2 separate regions of the Muntiacus reevesi genome follow, and region 2 is linked to region 1. Evidence: chromatin contacts called from public Hi-C data. All regions are on one chromosome and are shown on one strand. The core of a region is the stretch at or near the end of the contact, and the rest is flanking DNA. Distances in the headings are between cores, read along the strand shown.

What was found. A called contact is a pair of places that touch in the nucleus more often than the background predicts.
Region 2: a contact with region 1 is called in a Hi-C map of muscle, with 4 times the contacts expected there. The contact joins the promoter of RNF121 here to the promoter of ANAPC15 in region 1. A contact is called at or near these places in 2 of 3 Hi-C or Micro-C datasets (blood and muscle).

What each region holds. Positions count from the first base shown.
Region 1 is chr9:39,574,970-39,580,164 of mMunRee1.1, forward strand. ANAPC15 (anaphase promoting complex subunit 15) reads left to right here and starts at 2,675. Exons shown (of 5, transcript XM_065946292.1): 1 at 2,675-2,811; 2 at 4,227-4,351; 3 at 4,863-4,922. The coding sequence starts at 4,232.
Region 2 is chr9:39,755,516-39,760,710 of mMunRee1.1, forward strand. RNF121 (ring finger protein 121) reads right to left here and starts at 3,091. Exons shown (of 9, transcript XM_065945987.1): 1 at 3,008-3,091. The coding sequence starts at 3,070. XNDC1N (XRCC1 N-terminal domain containing 1, N-terminal like) reads left to right here and starts at 3,508. Exons shown (of 10, transcript XM_065944936.1): 1 at 3,508-3,764.

The DNA.
Region 1 (5,195 bases), core at 1,425-3,924:
GTCAATCAGGAAATTCCCTTAGAGTCTTAGTTTATCATCCTTGACATGAAATGAAAAAAAGTCAAACACTTGGCAAGGACAAACAGTGGATAAATGAATGTAAAGCAAATGGCACCATCATTGACTCAGTTTCCTGAGCCAAAAATAGGGTATCACATCAAATTTCCACTTCTCCTTCTCCTTTTCGCCCTCCCCCTAGCCACCATGGCTTGTTGAACCTGGCTGAGGATCTAGGTGAGAAACTGTTAGTGGGGAATTTCCATCAGACCAGAGCCATCAGGAAGGATGGAGGTAACGAGTGCCAGGCATAGGGACCTTGTAACTAAATTAAGAAGCAGAAGGAGCAACTGATGGGAACAGTGAAGGAGACATAAGGGATCAAAAAGACGGGAGAGGTCTGACTGGGTTCTGAGGATTTAGAAACCACTCAGTGTCTGCCCTCAAGGAGCTCATGGTCTGCTGAGGAAACAGAAATAATTTAATACAGAACCCCAGTACAGTGCAGCACTACCTCCTTCCTGATACCCTTTTCTTTACTTGGCTTCCAGACACTACCCAGCTTACCTGGGTTTCTGCTTATCTTTTTGGCCCTTCTCAGTCCAGTTTTCTGCTTTTCCTAGTTTCCTCAAAATTCTGAATTTGAAGGAAATGTTCTTTCATCTACACTCACTCCTTTGGTGGGCTCATCCACTCTCATGGCTTTAAACACCAATCATGTGCTGATGAATCTTAAACTGCTATTTCCAGTCTTGATCTCTTCCTCCACCTTCAGAACTATTTCCCCTCCCACTCCCTCAACATTCCTAAAGGACATCTCAAAACTCAAAATTGACTCCAGGTGTTTTCCCCCCAAACCAGCACCTCTCATGTCTTTTCCTGCTTCTGCCACTATCCCCAACTGAATTTCTCTTTATAAAATTGGGAGAGTAACTCGGTTCAAATGTAAATCAGATTGTGCGGATCCTCTGCTCATAACCCTTCAAGGGATCCTGAACATGGGGTAAAAGCCAAAGTGCTATTGTGATCTGTGAAGCTGTCCTCTCTGGCTCATATCTCTATCCTCATCTTCTCCCCTTCACGCCATAAAACACTACGCTCCAGCCATCGGAGGCTCTTTGCACTTGCTCTTGCCTTGGTGCTCTTCCTTAAATATCAGAATAGTGCCCGTTTTCTTTTTTTCTTCCGAACTTTTACTCAAAAGTCACCTTCCCAGTAAGGTTTTCCTTGGCCCTCTAAGATAAAACATCTCCTCTACCAACATTTTATTCCCACTTCTCTGATTTATTTTTTCTCCTTAGTATTTACTACAATCTTAAAACTATATATTTAGCTATCTTTTTATCTCATTAAAATGGAAGCAGCATGAGTCTCTTCATGATTTTGTTATTGTTGTTTTGTTCACTATTGTACATTCTTTACTTAGAATAGCGACAGGCATATAATAAGGTACTCAGTAGATACTGGTTGAATGAATGAAAAAAAAAAAAAGGTGGACATTTCCAAGCGGCAAATTTTACTCTTTAATGAAAAACTTTATAACCAGAACTGCTTGGAAACAATGTGAGTCCATATGCACAGTACACTAACTCTTAAATATGTTATCTCATCAAATTCTCACATCAGTCCAAGGTAGGAAGAAGCCTGGGCAGAAGAGGAAACTGAGTCCAGGCACGCAAAAGGGATTTGTTAAAAGGCACACATTTGGTCAAGGCAGTAGTGAAACGATGGATGATTGCTGGCCTTGAAATGGGCTCGTGGGTGATGGAGTTTAATGGGCACTGGGTTTGAAGGACTTCCGTTGTCAGAAGGTATTATGATCTCTGAAGGGGAAGCTGAGTCAGACAGAGGTTAGCAGAATGAAGGCATCAGCAAAGGAGTGGGAGAGATATGACAAGGCTGACCCCTAAGCGCATTTAGCCCAGACCTGGAGAGGGCAGCTCAATTCCAAGTAGCAGAATGCTGCGCCTGAGACTGAGTAAACACTCAAGCCCTTACAAAATCTGGAATGCAGACCTGGAAAGGCAATCTTGAGACCAATGAAAGGACTTCCCTAGCGGTCAGCGCTTCCAACGCAGAGTGCAGGTTGGATCCCTGGCCGGGGAACAAGATCCCACATTCCCTGGGGCTGCCCGTTCGCTCCCGCCCCCCCCCCCCCCAAAAAAAAAAATACCAGGGAGCCCACTGCAGGTCTGCAGAGTTTGGCTTCCCTACTTGACTCTGAGGTCTTTGAGGGCAGGGACCATGTTCCTAGATTTAGCCCCCGCTTCTAGCAGGGCCTGGAATATAGAATATAATAGGGACTCAAATATTTCCGTTGAAGGCATACATAAATGAATGTATGCACCCAAACGGGAAACTGAAGGAGAGAAAGGACAGACGGGAACGGCGAGGGGTAAAATCACCCAGCGATTCTGAGGTAGAAATAGACTAATTTTCCTGGCACGCAGCACGACAAACAGTCCTAGTCCTAACGCTGGTCGCCGCCAACTATTATTTTTCAGCAGGGATTGGCCAGCAAGTACTGCCTGGGGAGAAAGAGGCGGGGCTGCACGGGGCCGTTGGGGCGGGACCAGGCTAGAGAGACCGATTGGCTGACACTCAAGGCTGGGCCGACAGAGCTGGGCGCGCCAAATTTCCATCCAGCACGTGACCAACGTATGGAACGTCACTTCCACTCTGGCGGGGCGGGAGCGGGAAACAAAAGAAGAGCAAACACGCATGCGTTTGGTGTGTCCCTGGTTCTGGTGGGCTCTTCCGGTCAGGCAGAAAGAAGTGCTTCCGGGTCGCCGCCGGCTGCCGCCTCCCGGCGCGGTAAGTACAGAAGCTAGGCTGCGGCTCCTGTCTCCTCGTCCCTCCTTCCTTCCCTACCCCCAGAGAAACCCCATTCTCCTGATCCGCCTCCTCAGGAGCTGCCTGTTCACACTCCCCTTAACATCAAAGCGCTCCAACTCATTGGCCGCTTCCTCGAGAGTAAGCCCCACCCCGTCACTCAAGACCCGTCACTCATTGGTACCACTTCCAGTCACTCAGCATTTCTTCCAGTTAATTGGCCTTACCCAGGCCCCGCTCCTTTCGCGATTAGCGACCCTATAAGGACAAATGCCTGCCGGAATCCCGCCCCTGCCTTCTTGTTGGTCAATTCCACGATTATCATCATAATAAGCAGAGAATGGGTGGAGGCTTTACGGCGATGGGTTGGTCTTTCGGAGCTGCGTTCTATGGCCCTTCAGTACTTCCTTGGTTGTGGGTTGGGTGTTATTGATCCTGTTAAATGCGCCGGGAAGCTGCGATACACGGAAGGGCAGCAGCTAGCCCTAATTTATTTGACGGATTGGTCAAATAAATTAGGGCAAGAACAGAATTAGACATAGATTATTTTCTCTTCATCTCTTGTGCCTGGCCTGGATCTATTCCCCGCAAGCGTTCTGTGCCCAGCTTACCGTGTGACCTAGAGCCAGTCGTTGCCTTTATTGGGCCTCAGTTTTCCTGTGAGCTTTAAAGTTTTAATTCAGATTCTCTGGGACCTTCCTTGTCAGCTCCTTCAGCCGCTTAAGCGAGCTGAATTTATGTATTCTCTCACATGTTCATTTATTCAGTCTTTTCATCTACTTATTTACTCATGCCTTTAGAATGTCTTACTGAGCCGTACTTGCACGTGGTAACACCGCCCTTCCTTGCCCCCCAGTTTAGCTGTGGTTCATTATAGAGGTGTTCGAGTCCTAAATTTCTGACACTGGGTCGGTATGGGGTGGGGCAGCATGGAGGAGCAGAAAGTAGGTCTGATGTTTGGAGGGGGTAAAGGTAGTTTCAGTAGAGTCCTGCCATCTTTAATTTTGTTGAATTTTGTAATGCAAGTCTGCATTCTGGTTTCCTCTCTCTACATTTGGCTTCCATTCTCTTCCTGCCTTGAAAAGCTTACAAACAGCTTATCCATGAAGTAAATTACTAACTGTTAGAATTACGGTGAGGGTGGTATAATTGTTATTGTCCCATTTTACAGACAAGGAAACTGAGGCTCAGAGGTTAAGTGATTTTTCCAAGGTCAAACAGCTAGTAAGTGGTGGAGCCAGGACTCAAACCCAGGTCTGTCTGATTCCCACAGGGAAAGGGTGCATCTGTGCTACCGTACACTGCACCCAATCCCCAAGTCAAAATGTAAGCAAATAAAAACTGAAACACACACATCTGAGAGAGCTGGATTCACCTGACCCTTTCCCTCAGTCTAGGAGCCATGTCCACCTTGTTCCCCTCACTCTTCCCCCGTGTGACTGAGACACTGTGGTTTAATCTGGATCGACCCTGTGTGGAGGAGACAGAGCTGCAGCAGCAAGAACAGCAACATCAGGCCTGGGTGAGTGAGAACGTAGCACAGCAGTGGAGCTTCAGTCAGGCTCCCCATCCCCCTTCACTGGCCTTAACCTGGCCCTACTCTGCAGATCTGCCCTGGGGGAGGTTTTTGTCCTGAGCTGGGAGCCTAGGTTCTCATCTTTGTGTTACCCTAATTTGCTGAGGACTGTGGGACCTCTAGGCCAGATCAGAGCCCAGGCTCTTTTCCCTACAACACACGAAGTATTTTTTGACTGTTTATTGAGGACCTTGCCGATGTCATGTTCTAGGCTGGTAGTGTCACTTCATTCTCACCATAATCTTATAAGGAACCCAAAGACCAGAGAGTTTACATAGCTAGATCAAATTCATAAGTAAGTGGCAGATGACAGGAAAGAGACTGAATCTTCCTGAGAGTTGGAAGGAAGCTTCTCGTTCACACTTGGGGGTCTTCTTGGGGGCAGGGCAGATGAGTGCCATGCCTTTGACTTCCTTGCTTGGGCCCCAGCCTTGCTCTCCTCCCTGTTTGGCCACAGCTCCAGAGCATTGCAGAGAAAGACAACAACCTGGTACCTATTGGCAAGCCGGCCTCAGAGGTGAGTGGCTCTAGCAGGTGGGGCCTATGTGGGGCTCAGGTGGACTGAAGCTCTGCTCTAATTCTGAAGGTCTGACCTCTGACTCCAGAGTAGGTGTGGTCCTCAACTGGTGGAGGCCAGAAAGAGGTGAGAGAGAGGGTGGGTAGTGGGCTCAGCACTAAGGTCGTGCACCAATCAGCTAGACTCGAGTGGGACAGGATCAGGAGTGGAGCTCATTCATTGGCCCCAGAGAGAAGCTCCAAGTGGGCCAGTCCTTGAAATGGCCCAGGCAGA
Region 2 (5,195 bases), core at 1,841-4,340, 180 kb after region 1:
CTTCACATTTTTGTGATGAGTCCTTTGTACATTAAGAAAGGGGTAGTTTACTTTGGTAAGATGAACCTGGCTTGAGAATGGAACCTAGGTGCTCAGCATAGCATAGTGGTGTAAAACTTAGCTCTGCACAGCAGAGGCAGACCGGGGCTGGAATTTGCACTTCCCCATCATGAACTGTTGGAATCCTGGGAATGCCACTTAGCCTCCCTTGCCTCAGTCTCCTCATTTACAAAATGCAGTAAACACCAACTAATTCACAAGGTTGCTGTTAATAATAAATGAGATAATGCACGCTTTAAACAGGAGCTGGTTTATGATAAGGGCTCAATAAACAGTGGTCTTTTCTACTAGTAACTCTTTTCCTAAGCCCTCTTTTCTATTCAGGAGAAGCAGTAAGTGAAACCTAAACTACCTTAACTACTATAGAAAGTAATAATGAAAAAGAAAAAAGGAAAGGAAAAGAATATGAATAAACTGATGGCTGCTATTCCAAACTACTTATGCTAAGGACATCTGATACCGGAAAACATAGATTTGATATCCTAAAGAAATCAGAGCATGCAATCTTTCCAAAGAAGTGGCATCTTAGCTAGGTTACCCATTTCTTTTTCATAATCTGAGCCTCACAGCAGTCTCTCTACCAAGTAGAAAGTGTTAAAGGAGAGCAACTATACCACATGCTTCTTTGTAAACCTAACCTTCATTTTTCAGCTCCAATCCATCTCCATCATAAAGACTTCACTCTCAGTAGATTTGAGTGCTTGTCTTTAGCGCCCCACTGAATCTGTTACTCCCTTCCATTAAAATAAGTATCTAGTATTGCAGTGGGCCATTTGCATGTCTTTTCTCTACATTATAAATTGGTAAAGATCCTGTCTTACTCATCTTTGAATTTCCAGTGCATAATAGAGAGGCAGACTCTCATAATTACAAATTAAAGGATGGATTTCAACTTCTGTTTCACTAGTTAAGGATGCTAAAAAACAGCTGGGAAAGCATTAGCAGAAACTCACTCACAAACTAAGGTCAGCCAGACCATACCTCTGCCTCTCCCCCTCCTTATTTGAGCTTGAAGGGAACACTGTTCCTGCTTCTCAGAGTTACTTTCTTAAACACACAAGGAAAAGGACAGAGCCAGTCCACACAGAATTTCCAGACAGCAGATTATATTATTTCTTAGTAAATGAAACAAGGAACAGAAGTTTCTGGGATGAATGCTAATGGTTCATATAAAGTTGACTTCCAGGCATGACACTCCCGAAATATAATTATGATACTAGAAGTGCTTAAATTTTTAAAACAATAAGGGAAATAAGCAAAAATCAAAAATATCTAACTTCAAAACTTTTTCTTTTCTCCTTTGCCAAAACTTTTGTTCTTTATCTCAATGAACCCTGATATATGTAACTGAAATCAGCTCCCCCTGCTCAAAGAAGGCCATGATTAACAAAGCATGTATAATAACCTAAACACATTTATTTACTTTTACAAGGCACTTTCAAATATATCTCACTGAACTACAGCCAACCATGATCACAGAAACTTAAAGCTGAAAGGGGCTTGGAAGTCATTTCCACAACTACCCCACTTCACCAACCAAGTGGTATCCAAACACCCCTAGTCTTTTATTGACTGAAAGATATGGATCTAAAACGGTTCTTTCAAAATCTCTCCCTGCTCTGACCACTTGTCAGTTTCTCAGTCTCTTCTCCCCACCTTAATGTTCCCAATGAGGTAAACCAAAACCTCCAAGTCATCCCACCACCAAACAACAGGCTTTGCTTCTCAAGTCCACTTTTACTCCCTTTCTCTGGGCCTCATCCCCAATCCCCACCCCACACTCCCCACCCAGCCAAGGCCTCTAAGAAACTAACCCCTCAGAGATCCCACTGGTTCCATCCCCAACAATCAAACCTCTTTCTCCTATTCCTCCCTGCTGTCCATATGCTGTCATGGGCAAGACCACAGGCACCCCTAGCCATGAATGTACCTTTGGCCTCGGAATCTTTTTCCTTTCCTTTCTCACCTTCTCTCTCTGCTTCTCAGCGCTGTCCCTTCATTCCCTTCAAACTCAATGTCTCCTTCCTCTAGTGATTTCCTTCAAGGCCCACTGGTCACTGAATACACCCGTTGTTAAATGCCTGTTACGTAGGTAAAAGAGACATACACCCTCAACAGCTCACTCTCAAAAAACTCATAAGTCTAATAGGAAAGAGGGAAAGGGAGAAAGAGGGAGAATCACTAATTCGTTAAGACTCGACTCCTCTGAGAAGCCTTCCCTACCCCAAACTGAACTGGTTCCCTCTTCTCAGTGCCACCATTATACCTCCGATGAAAAGACCCATACCTTGGGTTCTTCTATGGGAAGGTCCCTAGCACTTACCCCTGAGCTTCGCTCAAAGGTAATACTTAAACGTTTAAGTGAGTGAATGGATAAATTTCTCTATACAATTGTTCATTCACCCATTCGTTCTATCATTCGTTGACCAAAACTCTATTGACCCCACATTATGTACAAAGTTCTAGAATGTAAAGCGCTCTTACATAAAAAATAACTCAAACCTATAATACTAGTAGATAAACACTCTTCCCTGGTCCGCGTCCCCCCGCACCCCCGACTCCAAACCCAGACAGCCCTTTCCTTTCCCGCAGTGAAAACCCGGCTTTCCCTCACAGAAGTCTACGCCCCTCTAACTCAAACCACCTGGCAGCCCTTTAGTCCTCCCCAGGACCTCAGCTAATAATCCTAAATCTTAACACCCCCACCCCTCTGGTTTCTCTCTCTGTCCTCCACCTCCACCCTTGAGGGTGCTGCAAGTCTTCCACCCCATGACTGCCTCCGAGTCCTGGGTACCTCAGATTTCCCTCTCCACGCACCCGCTCCACAGTTGGCTCCTTCCCTCTAAGGATCTCGTCTCTCCTAGGACGCCTACTCCCGATACTTCCCCTCCCTTCCCTGCAGTTTCAGGTTGAGTCTTTCTTCTCCTCAACTCTCAACTCTTCTCACCTCATCCAGCTCCCGTTCCCCGGCAGCACCGGCTCCAACCTCCACCTCCACCACTGCCGCCATCTTCACAGCTCTCCCCCTCCCCGCAGGCCCCGCGCGAGCCAGCTGCTTCCGCCGCTCAACTGCTTCTAGCCAATCGGCTGTACAAGCTTCGGCAGAGGGGGCGGGGCACCAAGACAGGCAGAGACCCGAAGGCAACTAAGAGACAGTCTGCCTGCTACCCACTTAAAGGTTAGGGAGGGGTGCATTCCGTGTACTTCTAAGCTTCGGCGGCGGAGGAGGGATCTTAGGAAATGAGAAATTAACCTTGTATTATTTCCAGTACAGATATGTCACCAATTTTCCCCTGTGTAGAACCAAAGAGAAGGGCCCCTAAACTATCTATTTTGCGACGCTCCCTCAATGGGTAACTCGAGTGAAGCGTGGAGACTAAGGACTACATTTCCCAGAATGTACAGAAACTGACCCGGAAGTTTAAAGTCCGCTCTCTCCGGGAGATTTGCAATGCGTGAAATACATTAACCACCCGAATGTATTTTTCTGTCTATAGCACGTGTCTTCTTACGTTGGTGGGAGTCAATTTCCGGAAACAGCGGCTTCTTGAGGCCCCAGAACTTGTTCCCGGGCTTCGGGAGGCGGAAGAGTGGTGCTTCGGCACAGAAGGCGGAGGTTAGAGGGCCAAATTGGCGGGAGAACCTTTTTTTTTTTTGGTCCAAGATCTAAGGCAGAGGTGGCACTTCGAGGTCCATTATCCCGGGTGAGGGTCATTCGGGTTTTCGATGGGGAGGGGAATGGACAAAAGGGAGGAAGGGTGGCCATAAAGGAAGTGAACAGAACAGCGCATTCCGAGAAGCGGTGTAAGTAGCGGCTTAGGCTCAGGAATCTGAGAGCTGAAGAGTCTTGCGGAACTTCCACGGCCCCCAAACTGCTTCTTAGGCTCTCACGCCTCCGGATCCACTTCACACATCTTCGAATTCTTTACTATGCCCACACACTGCGTCTCCAGCTTCTACCCTTACTCCCGTCCTGTACATCTTATTCACTATGCTGCACCCCAGCTTACAGTTTCCTATTTAATTTCCAGTACCCTGGTTTTTTTGTACATTGTACATCTGAACCCTACACCTCGCAAGCCTGTGGTCCCTGCTTACACTTCACCCCGCCCCCCGGAGGTCCCGGCTGAATCTACAGCATAGATAGGGCTAGGATGTCTTGTGGGCTCACTTTATTAGATTGACCGTCAACTTCATTTGGGACCATCTACATTTATTTAAAATGGGAATTATATTTATTATGTGAAACTGGGTACATAGAATATTATAAACACCGTATACTCACCACCCCCAATTGACGATTGACATCATAATCTATTTGCATACTCATTTTTTAAGAAAGATAATATGAAACAGAAGTGGGATTTATCTGTGCCCTTTACTATCAGATTCATTACCCTTTCATTCTGCCTAGAAGCAAGTCGTATAATTACCTGTGTATTCTCCCAGTCTGTTGAAAAAAAAACTAGTGTGTATTCAGTGCGCAGTACAAGTATTGTTTCCTTTCCTTTTGTAAAGAACTTAAATGCTATTTTTCTATGTATAGTTATTTTTTTTTTTTGGTAACTTATTCTTTCACTCTATTTTGGGGGGAGGCGGTCTATCCATATTTACATATATTTACATCTAGTTTATTCCTTTTAACTGAATAGTATTCCATATGATATAGAACATTTCATTCATCCATTCCTCAACTAGTGGACATTAGAGTTTTATGCTTTTTGCTATTAAGAAACATTACATGTATCTTTTTGTGCACATGAACTAGAACTGCACTGTTTAAGTAAACCAGGACACATGGCTATTCTTGAAATGTAGCTAGTCAGAATTAAGATGTGCTGGAAGTGTTTATGAGAGAGCCCATTTCCCCATATTATTGCCACTCCTTCATATTGTAGACTTTTCTATTTTTTCCAGTCTTAGAGGAACAGGTATTTGTACTTTGCTTATTATCAGTGAGGCTGAGCACTTTTTTATATGGAGTATTGGTCATTCAGATTTTATCTTATGTGGATTGTATGTTTATATCGTGTCCCCAGTTTTATATTGTTGCGCTTGCCCTTTTCTTGCCGATTTGTAGTATTTAAAATTTAAAAACAATAGCAGTTTGTGGCCCATTATTGGTTGATGAGTTT